4 separate regions of the Mus musculus genome follow, and all the other regions are linked to region 4. A link is a contact called in public HiCAR-type, HiChIP or PLAC-seq and Micro-C data. All regions are on one chromosome and are shown on one strand. The core of a region is the stretch at or near the end of the contact, and the rest is flanking DNA. Distances in the headings are between cores, read along the strand shown. Region 1 holds the start of Paxip1 (PAX interacting (with transcription-activation domain) protein 1). Region 2 holds the start of Htr5a (5-hydroxytryptamine (serotonin) receptor 5A). Region 3 holds the start of Rbm33 (RNA binding motif protein 33). Region 4 holds the start of Lmbr1 (limb region 1).

Region 1 (3,292 bases), core at 353-2,852, 1.6 Mb after region 4:
CATAGAAACACACATGCACACACACTCTACTGACTTCCAAAGCGCCATAAGAAAATACTATCTCAATCATCTCCTTTGGTTTCTCATGGCAGAGGGGACTGTACTCCCATTACTGTGTTTTCTAGTTTCACATTCACTTTTTGCCTGTGCTTGTAGTACCCAGTGCTTGTAATAGTCTCAGACACCAGAAGGGTATTGGAGCTCCTGGAACTGAAGTTATAGGTGGCTGTGAACATCCGTGTGGATGTCAGGAATCAAATCTGGGTCCTTTGCTAGAGCAGTAAATGATCCTAATTGCCAAGCCATTTGTTTTTAACCTAACTGAACTCAGTTTATCCAACTTAAACAGGGTGCTTATTTTCTGATCGCTGTAAAACAAAATGGCTCTGCTCTGAGTTCGTTTGAGACTATAAGAACATCAACACCCGGGGGGGAGGGGGGGGCGCTGGGGAGATGGCTCAGCGGTTAAGAGCACTGACTGCTCTTCCAAAGGCCGAGTTCAAATCCCAGAAACCACAAGGTACAAGGTGGCTCACAACCATCAGTAATGAGATCTGATGCCCTCTTCTGATGTGTCTACAGTGTACGTACATATTATAATAATAAATACATCTTAAAAAAAAAAAAGAACAACACTCTATCTGCATGAAGGTCACAGAAAACACAAAACTTGATTAAAGAGCAGTATCACGAGTTGCGGGACTTGTCATTCTGCGAGCGCCCCACAGCAGTTTCAGCTTGTCATTGTTTCCTGTAACTTTACACATCCATATTTAATATAATTATCTGCTAAGATAATTTTTATAGATTTTGCTGTTTACCTTTAAAAACTATGTTGACCGAGGGTTGGACGGCTCAGCAGTTCAGAACACTTGGTTCTCTTGCAGCATCTCCAAATTTGGTTCCCAACACCCACGTGTCGTGTAACTTCAGTTCCAGGGGATCCTGAAGCCACCTTCTGACTGTTGTGGGCACCAGACACTCACAGGGTGCAGATACATACATGCAGGGAAAACTCCAATACACGTAGAAAAATGTACATTTATTTAGAGAGTGTGTGTGTAATGTGTGTACGTGTGTGCGCAACAGTGTGCTTGTGGAGGCCAGAGAACAACTTGCTGGAGCCGGTTCTTGCTTGCCATCACGTGTGTCCCAGGGATCGAACTCAGATTGGCGGCAGATGTCTGCCTGCTGAGCTATGTCGCCGGCTCCTACTTTGCTCTTAACCTGCCTCATCGAAGATCAGTTCCCCGCCAACTACCTCAGTAGATGCGGAAGGGGCAGACGAAGGAAAGTAACCATTAGCCAGGGTCTGCCTGACTCTGGGCCGGATCGCGTGCTGTCCAACAGCAGCGCTGGCGACAGCTGAAGAGCGAACGCTGGATTGTTCAGGTCCCCTTCCGTGCCGAGGCTCCGCCTCCTTGGCGCATGCGCTGTCAGGTGGCCGCACGGGGTGACGGGAGTCCCGCCCAGGACCCGCCCCCTGGCTAGTCCACTGCGGCCATGTGAGGGAAATAGTCTCTCTGTGTCCTCGGTTCTCGGTCGTGAAAACTCGGCCGGGACAAGGCTGCCATGTGCCGTACGAACTATTGTAGACCATCAGCACTGATGCCCGAAGCGGTGGTGTAAGGAGCGCTGTGCGGCGCGCAAGGCGGGAGGGTCCCACATACTCCCCTGCCGAGCTGGTGTGGTGGTACGTGCCTCAGGGCGCGCACGGCTCCCGCGCTCCGGGCCTCGGACGGGCGGGGGCGCGGGTCCGAGTGCAGCTGCGGCTGCGGGCCGGGCTGTGCCGCCGGGCAGTAGGCAGAGCTACGACGCTGGGCGCGGCGGGCCGGGTGACGCGGGGCCGGGCGCCGCCGCGCCGCCGCGATCATGTCGGAGCCGGCGCCCGAAGTTCCAGAGGAGCTATTCCGCGAGGTCAAGTACTACGCGGTGGGCGACATCGACCCGCAGGTACCGCCCGCGCGGGGCCCCTCTGCCGGGCCATTCCCCCCGCACGCCCCCGCCTCGTCGCGCGCGCGCCCTGCAGGACCCCAGGCCGGAGCCGCGGGGCACGCCGGGCAGCGAAGGGCCGCGGGAAGGGCCTCGCGAGCACCGACCTAGCGCAGCGGCCGGCCGAGCATCTTGCCGGGGCCCTGCTGAGCGTGTCCCTTGCCAAGGGGCCTGTCCTCCCGGCCCCTGATTTTTCCCTTAGGGTGGATTGTACGGTAGGTATGGAAGGTACCCTTGCTTACACGGTCACCGTGATTCGTGCGTGTGATCGTGGGTCTGAATCCATCCACAGGACAGTGGCTGTGATCGTGGTATCTTCAGGACAGTGCCCCAAACATTTCTTTTCTAAACTATGCTTACAGTTGTGTCGCCTTCGGTGTCTGGTAATGTAAGCTAAACGGGTCCTAAGGAAGGAATTGTCCAAGAGCCACTGAGCTTGGCTTTCCAGAGACTCATACTTGTATCCTAGTAACCAAAGTCCGTTGGGTCTTCGGTTGTGTGATCAGTGATTGTAGCTGACTTTTTCTAGTACCGATCACCCCACTACTACCACCACATTTCTTCTTTTACCCTTTCTTGTTCTTCGTTTTAGGACTTTTGCTCTTATAAGGGCCTTGGACTAAATGTCACTTAAAACCAAGAACACATTGAGCTGCGCTGTTTGCCCAACTATGTGTGAAATCTGAGTGCTTTAAAAAAATCCCCCTTGTAAGCCCTTGTATTCTGAAATAGTGCCTTCTTTAAAAGGTTTAGAGCCAGGGCACCCATTCTTTAAGTTTTGTAATACAGATTGAGGAAGCTCACAGGTGGTGAGCACCCCAGTACAGTCTGGGCATCGGGCCTGGTACACGGAGTGCCGTAGAAGAGTGCCCTTGAATACTGAGTCCTACAAATACAACAGGTGGAGGTGCTGGAGGTGTTGAGTGTTAAACGGATATTGAGTCCAAGAAGTTGTTTGTGTGGAGTGCGTGTGCTAGGCATTAAAGGCATTTGTGTATACTTGGCCCGAGTCCTGACGGTCACTGGGCATAGTTACAGTGTGGCTCCTGTGAGATGGAATTAGTAATGCGCAGTTTGAGGAGGTTTGAGTGTCCTTGCGAATACAGAGAAAAGATGGACAGCGCAGTCAGACTTGTTTCTGGAAATTTGTCATGAAGAGAAAGCCCTGGGACCTGAGAAGGCGAGGCCAGGGAGGGCTTGCTGTGTTCATGTTTCTGAGTGATGCGAGGCTAAAGCCGGTGGATGAAGTCTGTGTATGAAGGTAAAGTTACTTGGTCCAGGGAAGCCAGCTCGTGGCTGG
Region 2 (3,244 bases), core at 196-2,695, 1.5 Mb after region 4:
AGACATTCAGTATGGGAGGGCCTCTGTAATTCAGTGCTTAGAGCAAAGGGAGTCTCTGGCTCTTGAGCCCCCCCTTCCTCCCTCATCTACCTCTCCCCAAACTGGAGAGTTTTACCTTCCACAGACATAAGGTGAAGTGCGCTGCAAGAAAAGCCTGTGAGATACAAGTGACGTATTTTCTAACGATCCTTATAGCACCCACCTCCACAGCTTCGGGTACGGGGGAGACGCTGTTGGTCTTCCTGGAGCCCATGCGGAATTTCGCCGCCCTGTAAATTTTCCAGTACACAAAGAGCACCACGCACAGCGGCAGGTAGAAGGCACCCACGGTGGAGAACACGGTGTAGGAAGGCTCGCGACTGACTTGGCATTCCTCACTGGGCTCAGAATAAGTCTCTCCCCAGCCAAATAGCAGTGGAGCCAGAGAGATGACAGTGGAGAGTGCCCAGGTGAGCAGGATCATCACATTGGAGACACGCTTGCGGGTACGGAGTGTGTACTCCAGGTGGCGCGTGATTGACCAGTAGCGGTCCAGAGCTATTGCTGTCACATTCCAGATGCTGGCAGTACAGCAGAGCACGTCACATGCGATCCACAGCTGGCATAGACGCCGGCCCAGCTGCCAGCGGCGCCCAGACAGCTCATGTACCAGGCTCAGTGGCATAACCAGCACAGCCACTAGCACATCCGAGATGGCCATGGAAGCTACCAGGTTGTGTGGTACTCGGTGGAAGGTGCGTACCTTGAGGATGGTAGCCAGCACCAGCAGGTTCCAAGTGAATGTGGCCGCAGCTAGAAAGCCCAACAAAGTCAGGACTAGCACTCGGAAAGCTGAGAGAAAAGGCCGACTAGGGCGCAGGACTTCCGTGTCCAAGCTGCGGTTAGGTTCCAAAGAGGAGGGAGTAGAGAGAGAAAAGGAGGTCAAGTTTACAGGCAGATCCATTGCTGTCCCAGGACACCTGTGTTTAGACTGTGTTGCCACCGAGCCCACTGAAGTCAATCTAGATGTTTGCGACCGATGGCCAATGGAGAGGATTTTGCTAAGAGCCAAGAACCTGGCCTCAGTCTCCACCCAGTCAGAGTCCGGAGGAAATTGTAGCAGAGAGGAGGGTGCTGGGCTACAAGCAGCGCAGCCCAGGTATCCTTAGAGATATGGAAAGCGGACTCAAGGGGCTGAATCTAGAAGCCAGGGCCCGCCTTTGCTATCACATGCCTGCTGTTCCTCACCTAGGCGGAGACTGTTGTCTGGTCGCCTGCAGCAGAGCATCCTTGAGGTCGGCCCCCGCCCAGTGCAGGGTGGATGCCCAGAACTCAGCTAGTGCGTCAGAACAGTCGCTGGTCCAGGGTTGCTCCTTGCCCACCTCCCCCCTCTCCCGGCAGTGGCTCCGAGGGGTGGGGGTTGGGGACTGGAAGCCACGTAGATACCTGCTTTCTGGAGATGGCCTTCTGCCCTGTCCTGATCTCTCTCCACCGTGCCTGAGGCTGCTGCTCCGAGAGGGCACGCTGGCGCGCCCACCCAGACCTGCTTTAGCAAAGTGGGGCTCCCGCACTACGTAAGGCATCAGCTGATGAAGCCGCCTCTCTCCACCCGGCTCTCTGCATGGGAGTATTCAGCACTGGCTTTGTGTGCAGCTCAGTGCTTGGCGCTGTCCACGGTGCCGCTGCCTATACCAGCACGCAGCTTGGTGTCTATCCACAGTCCCATCGCTCTTTACCACTGGGTCAGTGGCCGGGAATTAATTAGTAAACTTTCCTAAACCCTTCTTCCAGCACTCATGCTCCCTCTGAAGGTGATTTTGAGACTTCGAGCCATTTGCTTGAAGTACAGGTGTCCTGGGTTAGGCTAACTAACCAACCAACTAACCAACTAACTTCCTAACAGCCTACTGTTGTTCCCTTCCAGGTTTCCGTATGTGGTTGCCTCCTAACTCGGAGAGCTCGGTGGCCTCACTTAAAGAGTTGTTTGTTTTAAAGGAGAAAGATTGATGACTGTTGGAGATAGGGTGCTTGTTTCCTGAGCTTAGAAAGAGGCTTACAGGAGCCTCTCTAGTGACTCTACAGAAGTTTCTATGGAAAAGAAGCTGGAGGGAATGGCTCAGCCATTAAGATCATTGGCTTCCCTTGCTGAGAACCTGCTTTGGTTCGCAGGACTGACTCACACAGTGGCCCACAACTGGCTGTAACTCCATGTCCAGGGGATATGACACCTTATTCTGGCTTCCACAGGCACCATGTACACATACAAGCATGTAAACATACACATACAACAAAAACAAACCCTAAAGAAAAAAAAGAGAAAATCTCTACGGCACTTGAAATGCTTGAAACATGCTTGAAAAGTATTGAGACAGTCATGATGGTTCAGCCCTTAATCCTAGCACTTGAGCTTGGGGCCGGTGGAGCTCTGCAAGGTCAGGGCCAGCCAGGGCTACATAGTGAGACTCCGACTCAAAAAATAAATGAAATAAAATTTAAAAAAATTACCCATGCATGCTTGTAAAACTATCAAAAGGTCTGACCTAGGAGTTTTCTTTGTTTCAGTGTAAGAGTTGAGGCCCAGAGCTTTGCACATACTAGGCAAAGAACACTGTCATTGAGCTACAGCCCCAGCCCTCAAGGAGAGAAGCAACTGCAGAAAGCTGTCTCTCTGCATGTGCACTATGGCTTATGACACCCACATACACACAGTACACACAGGAGCTTGTGTGTGTGCATAATAATAATAGTAATACATAAATAAGAGGATATGGTAGTACACATCTGTCATCTCAGCACTGTGGGCTAGAGATGGGCAGGTCTCTGAAGTGTACTGGTTGTCCTGGCCTAGCTGGAGAGTTCCAGGCCAATGACATAAAATAATGTGGACAGTGCCTACAAAATGATCACAGAAGTTGCCTTCTCTCTCTCTCTCTCTCTCTCTCTCTCTCTCTCTCTCTCTCTCTCTCACACACACACACACACACACACACACACACACACACACACACACACACAATTAGCCATTGACCCTTGGTAGCCCCATCACCTTTCACTGGATTTTCTTGGATCAAATTTTTCTGCAACAATACTAAGGTAATATTTGCTTTTTAAAAATGTTAATAGCCATGTTGGTGGTATAAATGTGGGACATGCTTCTGTTAAGGAGTGCTATGTACATACTTACATATGTGTTGGCTAGAACTGGAAGTATTTTAAAATAAATAACAATGTTTTCCTTAAAAGAATTATGGACAGATAAGCTACC
Region 3 (3,312 bases), core at 189-2,688, 1.1 Mb after region 4:
TAAGATGGAAGAAAAATTCCAAACTTCCAAAAAGGCAATCTAGCCTTCTAAAATTACAACCCTCAAACTTTCTGGCTAAAAACTAATATACAGCCCTCAAGTTTTATTTGTGTGGATATTTATCAGTTTTTACTATTAAAGTTTTAAATGAGAAACTTAAAAGATCATAAAAGCGCATAGTCCCCAAGCCATCCATGTCAAGTCTTCACATGCCACACAGCCTCTGGAAAACCAAACCACACTAGTGAGAAAAAATGGAAAATGAAAATATCATCTTCATCTTTTAAAAACAGCTTTGACCCAAGGGCTCCCATAACACTGAGACTCACATATAAAACCTTAAGTTTTTACCTTCTCTAATCAGGTAGAGTAGACAAAATGTATTTTAAGCATTTAACTAGAAAGCCTCGAATCTGCATGTTAAAAAAAAAAAAATCATCTATGTAAGCTGGCAGTGACATATACCATACCACATCCTGCCAGAAATGGCATTCTGGATGTAGTCTCTGCCGTTTGGGTTTTTTGTTTTGAGGTCAGAACTCCTAAGCAGGGTTGTTTAACATGCCCACCCCAACCCCCAATCTGTAAGTAAGCATCACTAACACCTCTGGAATATGTAGAATAGTTCAAGTGTCTATAGCCAGAACTAGCTGGCAAATGCTTTTGTTGTCCACATTTTACCGTGAGGGTCTTTTATCCAAGTCCTGAAACGTCATTTTTTTTATTGTTCCACATCTTTAAAAAAAAAAAAAAAAAAAAAAACCCTCGTTCAACAAAACGTGGTTTTACTTATAACTGGCTAGTCTTTCCATATCGTTTACGATTGCGAAATGAAAATACTCAAACAACTGGTTCAGTAACCAACCCTTTGTACACGGTCTTCATCCCTTTCAAGCATACTGCCAAACACAAGTTTTCCTTAGATGATAATAGGTTTATTTAAAGCACCCTAATAAACCGCAAAATTCTTTTTACACTGAGTAGGCTGCTTGCCGCTGCCCAGGGCGCATCTTCCAAGAAGACTGGAAGTCGCCAGGGCCCCCCGACCCCGTCGCGGGGCCGCCGCCGACCTCGCGTCGCCGCCTCGGGCCTAACGCTCCGCGCTCCCGGCCTGAACGGCGGCGGCAAGCCCGGGGCGGCTCCGTCTGTGGCGGGGCAGCACGAAGGCCCTACATAAAGGGTGCCCGGTCTACGGCCCCCGCCGCGGCCCACGTACCTCCAGCGCCTGCTCCTCCGCCTGCGCCCAGGGCGGCCGCCATGGTGGTCCCCGGGCCCGGCCTTCAGCCGTCCCCCGAGCTCCTGGCAGGCCGACGGCTCTGGTGCGGGCCGGGGAGGCGGGGGAGCGGCGAGGGCCGGCGCCCGCGAGCGAGCAGAGGCGAGGCCCGCGCGTCGCGGTCCGCAGCGGACCCTCGCCTCCGCAGGAAGAAAACAACACTACGGCAACATGGCCGCGCCGCGGTGCACGCCGGGAGCAAGGCGGGCGGAAGAGCCAGGCGGCGGCGGGCGGACGCCTAAGGTCCCGGGTGCCTGAACGCCAGCGAGTGCCCGGCGGCGCGCGCTAGAAAGAGCAGCGCACAGACACAGTTTCGGCCGGGCTGGAAGGCCGAGGCTTCAGGCGGGAGGAGTGTGGACGGCCACACGCCGTAAAGTCGACATAAATCGCCTTGCAGCAGTAGGCGCGGCTGCGCTTTACGACGGCTGAGCCGCCGTGGCAAGTGGAGCCGAAGCGCGGCCGGAGACGCTAACGGCCGAGTCTGGCTACCGCGCCCCCAAGCTTGAGGCGCGCGAACGCTACATCGACGCACGCGCACTCGCGTTCGCGCGAGCTGGCGGAAAGCCTCGCGCGTAGGGTCTTAGGAAAGGAGAGGAGGTGTGTGGCGGTGGCACTAGGTACCACGACCTCAAAGACGGACTCCAGAGCATCCTAAAGCAAGTCCCCAAGCCTGCGGCTTTGAGGACGAGGTTTCGGGCAAAAGCGAGCTGGGAAGGCGGAGGAGCCCCGCAGGTGGGCCCTTGGAGAGGCCCGGCATGGAGGCTGGTCGCCGCTCAGTGAGAATTCCAGACGCGGGCATCCACATTCCCGGAAAGTCTTAGGGAGCTAAAAGAATGTCTGCTGTGAAATTCAACTTTTAGGTGATTGAAATTTTTCCTCATAAAAAAAAAAAAAAATCCCTAAAATCCCTGCTTTATAATGTTCATTTAAGAAACAGAAGGAAAAAAAATTCCTTTTTTAAAAAATCGTCATGAAGTCATTGCCCAATAAAAGTAAGCCTGGCATGGAGCCTCACTGACTAACTAGATTTCTGTCAGAAAGCACATTAATTCATATCTAAACTGCTTGAACCCCTTGTCACCTTTTCCTAATTTTTACACTGTTCAGGATGGACTACCCAACTGAGAATATTTTCAAGATAATATCAGTGCTGGTCTTGAGAAAGACCTCTCAAAAATAGGTACAATGATAAAATTACTTCATAATACTTTATAACGTATTACACATGAAAAAAGACGTGCATCTCAATTATAGCAAATGAAGATTAAATTGCTCAAAGGCCACTGAATATCCACTTCGAATGAGTCAGGATTTCAACTCTATGTCTGCCTTGACTCAAATCTCATGTTCTAACATAGCTATGACCTTAAGAAAGTAGTTTTCTTAATTTCACCTAAAACTGAAATTCTCCAGGACAGGAAACTCTAAACATTCTGTACTGAAACATTCACTAGAAAAACATTTAACCTGTATGTAGGAACACCTAGTATTTAGAGATGTGATCACTTGCTGTGAGTACAGATTTAATCACCCCCTTTTCCTTATCACTACATACCACTTCAGTCAGCTCTCTAACTTCCTCTAGAAACCTGTTAAAGGCTCAGTGTCAACCAGGAAACCAAACTGCAACGCTTGTGGTGAAAATGGTTTCAGAGCACGGCTCAGCCCTTAAATACCTCACAGGAACCTCGCCCTCTGTGCTTTCCTAATTGAGGTTACTATCTAAACGTGAGGGTTTAAGAATGAACTCTCAGCCCGGCGTGGTGGCACACGCCTTTAATCCCAGCACTCGGGAGGCAGAGGCAGGCAGATTTCTGAGTTCAAGGCCAGCCTGGTCTACAAAGTGATTTCCAGGACAGCCAGGGCTATACAGAGAAACCCTGTCTCGAAAAAAAAGGAACTCTCAGAGCTATTAGATACACTGGCTTCTATAGGTCAGTAGCTTTTAAGCCAAGGAGGCACCTTCCCCTCAGTGAGTACCTAGGTGGCCTTGGAGACACACTGTGCCTTCATTGACACCTAACACCCAAATCTTGGCT
Region 4 (3,511 bases), core at 934-3,433:
TGTCTAACTCCAGCTTGCTTGAGACTTCTTTTTACTGGGTGCTGGAATCACTAGGGGTCACAGGAAGAGCAAGCTCTAAGGCACAGGCCTTCTCCCAACACTGTCATCATTTTGATTTTCCCACTGGCTGGAGCGAGTTACACAATCAGGGCCAGATTCAGGGTAAGTGGTTCTCACTGGAAGATAAGCAAAGCCAGAGAACAGAGATGTGGGCCAATGTGCTGAAGAGGTCAGCATAGGAACTTTGGGAAGGTCATGAAACAATCACCCCTCCAGGAGAGGCTAATTAGCATTTTTCAGACCACAGGGTGGAACCAAACCGAGGGTGGGGACACATTCAGCAGGACTGACCATTGCTCACCTTCAGACAAGGGAAGACCTTGTCACCTCATTCCCTAAAGACCAATCAGTTTAAAGGGTGCACTGTTCTGCCAATCATATTGTGCCTAGTTGCTGATGCTCTGTTCTGCCCCTGGAAACCATATAAAAAGTCGCTGAACTAGTGCTGGGGGTCGTCACCTCTCCTTCGGGTCTGGGACGATCCCAGTGCACTGGAACAATAAATTCCGATTGCGCCAGGTGTGGTGGCGCATGCCTTTGGTCCCAGCACTCAGGAGGCAGAGGCAGGCGGATTTCTGAGTTCGAGGCCAGCCTGGTCTACAGAGTGAGTTCCAGGACATCCAAGGCTACACAGAGAAACCCTGTCTCGAAAAACAAACAAACAAAATAAATAAATAAATTCCACGTGGTTCACTCAGGGGGTCCTCGGTAAGCTAAGGCTCCCTGGAGTCTTACAGTGCTTGGCAGGGGAGTGGTGTCCATTTTTGAAGTTGGTTATCTTGGCTAAGTTTAAAAGTGCCAAAGAAAATGAAACAAATAAAACTGAATGAAAGCTGGGTAAGCTTCCATGAATAGCCCTGCAACAGAAATGTAAGGGTTTAAATGGTTGCAGTATTCAATTGGAAAGATGTGAAATACTTTCTGGAATATCTGCCCCAGAGCTACACACCTCAAAAGCTGATGTGTTTATCCTTTGATTTGGACAGATTAGCCCAGGAATCATCCAGATCAGTTCAGGTGGGTATTTAACCTAGCTCCCAGAACGCGGTTGTCCAGGAAAAAGGTCTTTTTCCTTGTTCTTTAGGGCTGAGACATTTAAAGACACGTCAAAGGCAAACTGGTTTGAATTCAGACACGTTGTTGCTGACTGATGAGCCTGCTGTATCGGGAACACACGCTGGGAGCAAGACTCAGGTTCCCCAGGCTCTTCTACCAAATGAACCCAGAATCAAAATTGCAAATAATCCTTTTAATTCCAGCTGTTTTGGCCCAGGCCTTTAATCATGACTCCCCGGAAGCAGAGGCAGTCGGATCTCTTGAGTTTCAGGACAACCAGGACTGCATAGAGAACCCTGTCTAGAAAATCCAAATCAACCAACCAAATACTCCTTTAAATTCCAATTTTAAAACAAAAATTGCATAATGAAGGGAAATGGCTGTGTTGGCATACTTAGTCGTGCCTCATATCAAGGGCGTTGTTTAAGGCCTACAGAGGATCATTAACCATCAGAGCCCATCTTCAGACCTGGGGGCCCTAGGCTATCTCAGTTCTCCAGGACAGCGGCTCTCCTATCTCCGCAGAGGCAGAAGGACTTCAGAGTGCTAAGCTGCAACGGCTTTCCCGCTTTGCACTTGCTTGGGAGAGAAATTTTCCGTAGTAGGCCCTAGGTCTTTAAGGTTGGTCGAGCCCAGTGCTAAACTCAGATTCTGAGAACAAGGGTGGAGCAAGGCGTGATCCAAAAGCCCCGGGGTGATCCAAAAGCTTCAATAAACAAGTGAGGGCGGGTGCACCTGTGCCCGGATCTCCAAATCCCGTTCGCACCAGGGCTTCCGCCTCTAGACCTCATCCCCTGCCTGGAGCTTCGGCCCGCCCTTACTCTGGGCAATGACTAACAAGGCTGGACCACAACACTTCAGGCCCAGCTCCGAGATTTATGTCCTGCTGCAGCACGCGTCAGAAGGCCACTTCAGTCCAGGACCCTAAAAACCCCGCCCCCGTTCCTCCAGTCTCTCTCCAAGGCGCCTAGCGACCTTCGGCCCAGCGCCCCACGCGCAGAGGCGCTCTTCTCTGACGTACGGCGCTCTCAGAGTGACGCACAAGTCCCGCCCCGACCTCAAGCCCCGCCCAGGCTGTGGCCATTCCCCGCCTCTTGTATCTTGAACCGCTTCTCCCTGAGCTCAGGCGGCGTTTTCCGATCCTGCTGCGGTCTAGGTGGCGTTTCTGTCCGGCCACGAGAGACTGTATAGCCCCGCCGCCCGCGGGCAATGGTGCGGCGGAGCGCGCAGACGCGGGCGGCCCTGCGGTGGGTATGAAAGGAGGATGGAAGGGCAGGACGAGGTGTCGGCGCGGGAGCAGCACTTCCACAGCCAAGTGCGAGAGTCCACGGTGCGTGGTCGGGCGGTTCCCTGGTGCTGCGCCGCGCGTTGGACCCAGGAGCGCAGCGTAGACCAGCACGGTCCCATAGTTTCTTCCCGGACCCTTCACGCATGTTGGCCTTCCAGCACCCCACTGGGTCTGCTGCAGACTGACTCCGACGCCCCGCATCACTTGAGACCCGTTCACCTGCTCCCCATCTTCTCACCTCTGTCACCTCCTGCTCTGTCACCCTACTGCTCTCTCCTCTTGTAGGTCTCCCTCGCGCCACCAGCGTTCTCTCCCCTCCTTTCTGTCCTCTCCTTACCTATGTTCCCTCCCCTTCATTCTAACTTCCTATCTTTCTCCTGTCACCTTTATACCCACCCACCACCCCGTACCTATGTCTTCCTTCCGCTGCGTCACCTGTGCTCCTCCCTTTCCCTGAGCTCCCTCCTATCATTTCTGCCCGCTTCCAGTCACCTGTGCCCACCTCTGGTCACCTGAGTTCGGCTCTCCTCCCAACACTTGTAGCCCGTCATCATCGGACCTCCTCAGTCACCTACACTTAACCTGCGTCCATTTCTCCTATACTCTCCCTATGCGTCCATTCAACTCATCTGCACCTTTATCATCTGCTTCACCATCTTCACCTGAGTTTATCCCGCATCTCCTGCTAACTGAGGGTATAGGGTGATGGGTGGCTGCCTCTTTTCTTCTAGCCGGGCGTGGTACCTGGTATCTGGGCTGAGCTTGCTGTGGCTCAGCTGTAAGTACAGACACCTGGCTTCCCAAGCTTCCAGCCCTGCAGTGGCTCTGGCCTCCCACCCGCATCTCCCTATACTCACACCCTCTCTAAACCCCTCTATCCAGGACAGAGTTAAAAACTTCCCGAGGAGTGTAGACAAGTCTTTCGTAGGAAGGGCGAGAGCAGGAACCTACAGTGCTGTCAAACAACTGCTCTGGAAAGGATGGACCCCTTTCATCCTGCTGTTTCTAGCAGGTCAGGAAGCCAGCTTGGCTCCCTAAGGTCTCTTTTGATGAGTGCCTTTCAGGATGCCCTACACTATTGTAAAAGAATTAGTTTGTGTCCCCATA

The links. Hi-C and Micro-C count contacts between places; a contact is called where the count stands out from the background. HiCAR-type assays count read pairs that join an accessible place to other places. HiChIP or PLAC-seq counts read pairs in DNA pulled down with a chosen protein or histone mark.
Region 1: an H3K27ac HiChIP or PLAC-seq map of thymic regulatory T cells shows a contact between it and region 4, with 12 times the contacts expected there. The contact joins the promoter of Paxip1 here to the promoter of Lmbr1 in region 4. A contact is called at or near these places in 4 of 39 promoter capture datasets (embryonic stem cells, hippocampal neurons, liver and 1 more), 2 of 484 Hi-C or Micro-C datasets (CD4 T cells and uterus) and 6 of 115 datasets of contacts at active chromatin or transcription factors (astrocytes, embryonic midbrain, embryonic stem cells and 3 more).
Region 2: a Micro-C map of embryonic stem cells shows a contact between it and region 4, with 6 times the contacts expected there. The contact joins the promoter of Htr5a here to the promoter of Lmbr1 in region 4. A contact is called at or near these places in 2 of 39 promoter capture datasets (embryonic stem cells and hippocampal neurons) and 1 of 484 Hi-C or Micro-C datasets (embryonic stem cells).
Region 3: a contact with region 4 is called in a HiCAR-type map of astrocytes, with 6 times the contacts expected there. The contact joins the promoter of Rbm33 here to the promoter of Lmbr1 in region 4. A contact is called at or near these places in 18 of 39 promoter capture datasets (the 3T3-L1 cell line, 3T3-L1-derived adipocytes, the HPC-7 cell line and 12 more), 1 of 484 Hi-C or Micro-C datasets (embryonic stem cells), 13 of 115 datasets of contacts at active chromatin or transcription factors (astrocytes, cardiomyocytes, embryonic forebrain and 8 more) and 2 of 9 other capture datasets (adipose tissue and macrophages).

The regions. Positions count from the first base shown.
Region 1 is chr5:27,789,860-27,793,151 of GRCm38.p6, reverse strand. It overlaps Paxip1 (PAX interacting (with transcription-activation domain) protein 1), which reads left to right and starts at 1,602. Exons shown (of 21, transcript NM_018878.3): 1 at 1,602-1,953. The coding sequence starts at 1,873.
Region 2 is chr5:27,840,148-27,843,391 of GRCm38.p6, reverse strand. Htr5a (5-hydroxytryptamine (serotonin) receptor 5A) reads right to left here and starts at 1,445. Exons shown (of 2, transcript NM_008314.2): 1 at 203-1,445. The coding sequence starts at 943.
Region 3 is chr5:28,315,315-28,318,626 of GRCm38.p6, reverse strand. Rbm33 (RNA binding motif protein 33) reads right to left here and starts at 1,438. Exons shown (of 19, transcript NM_028234.1): 1 at 1,217-1,438. The coding sequence starts at 1,259. Gm35602 (a long non-coding RNA gene) reads left to right here and starts at 1,540. Exons shown (of 5, transcript XR_003955879.1): 1 at 1,540-2,133.
Region 4 is chr5:29,377,062-29,380,572 of GRCm38.p6, reverse strand. It overlaps Lmbr1 (limb region 1), which reads left to right and starts at 2,183. Exons shown (of 17, transcript NM_020295.3): 1 at 2,183-2,446. The coding sequence starts at 2,381.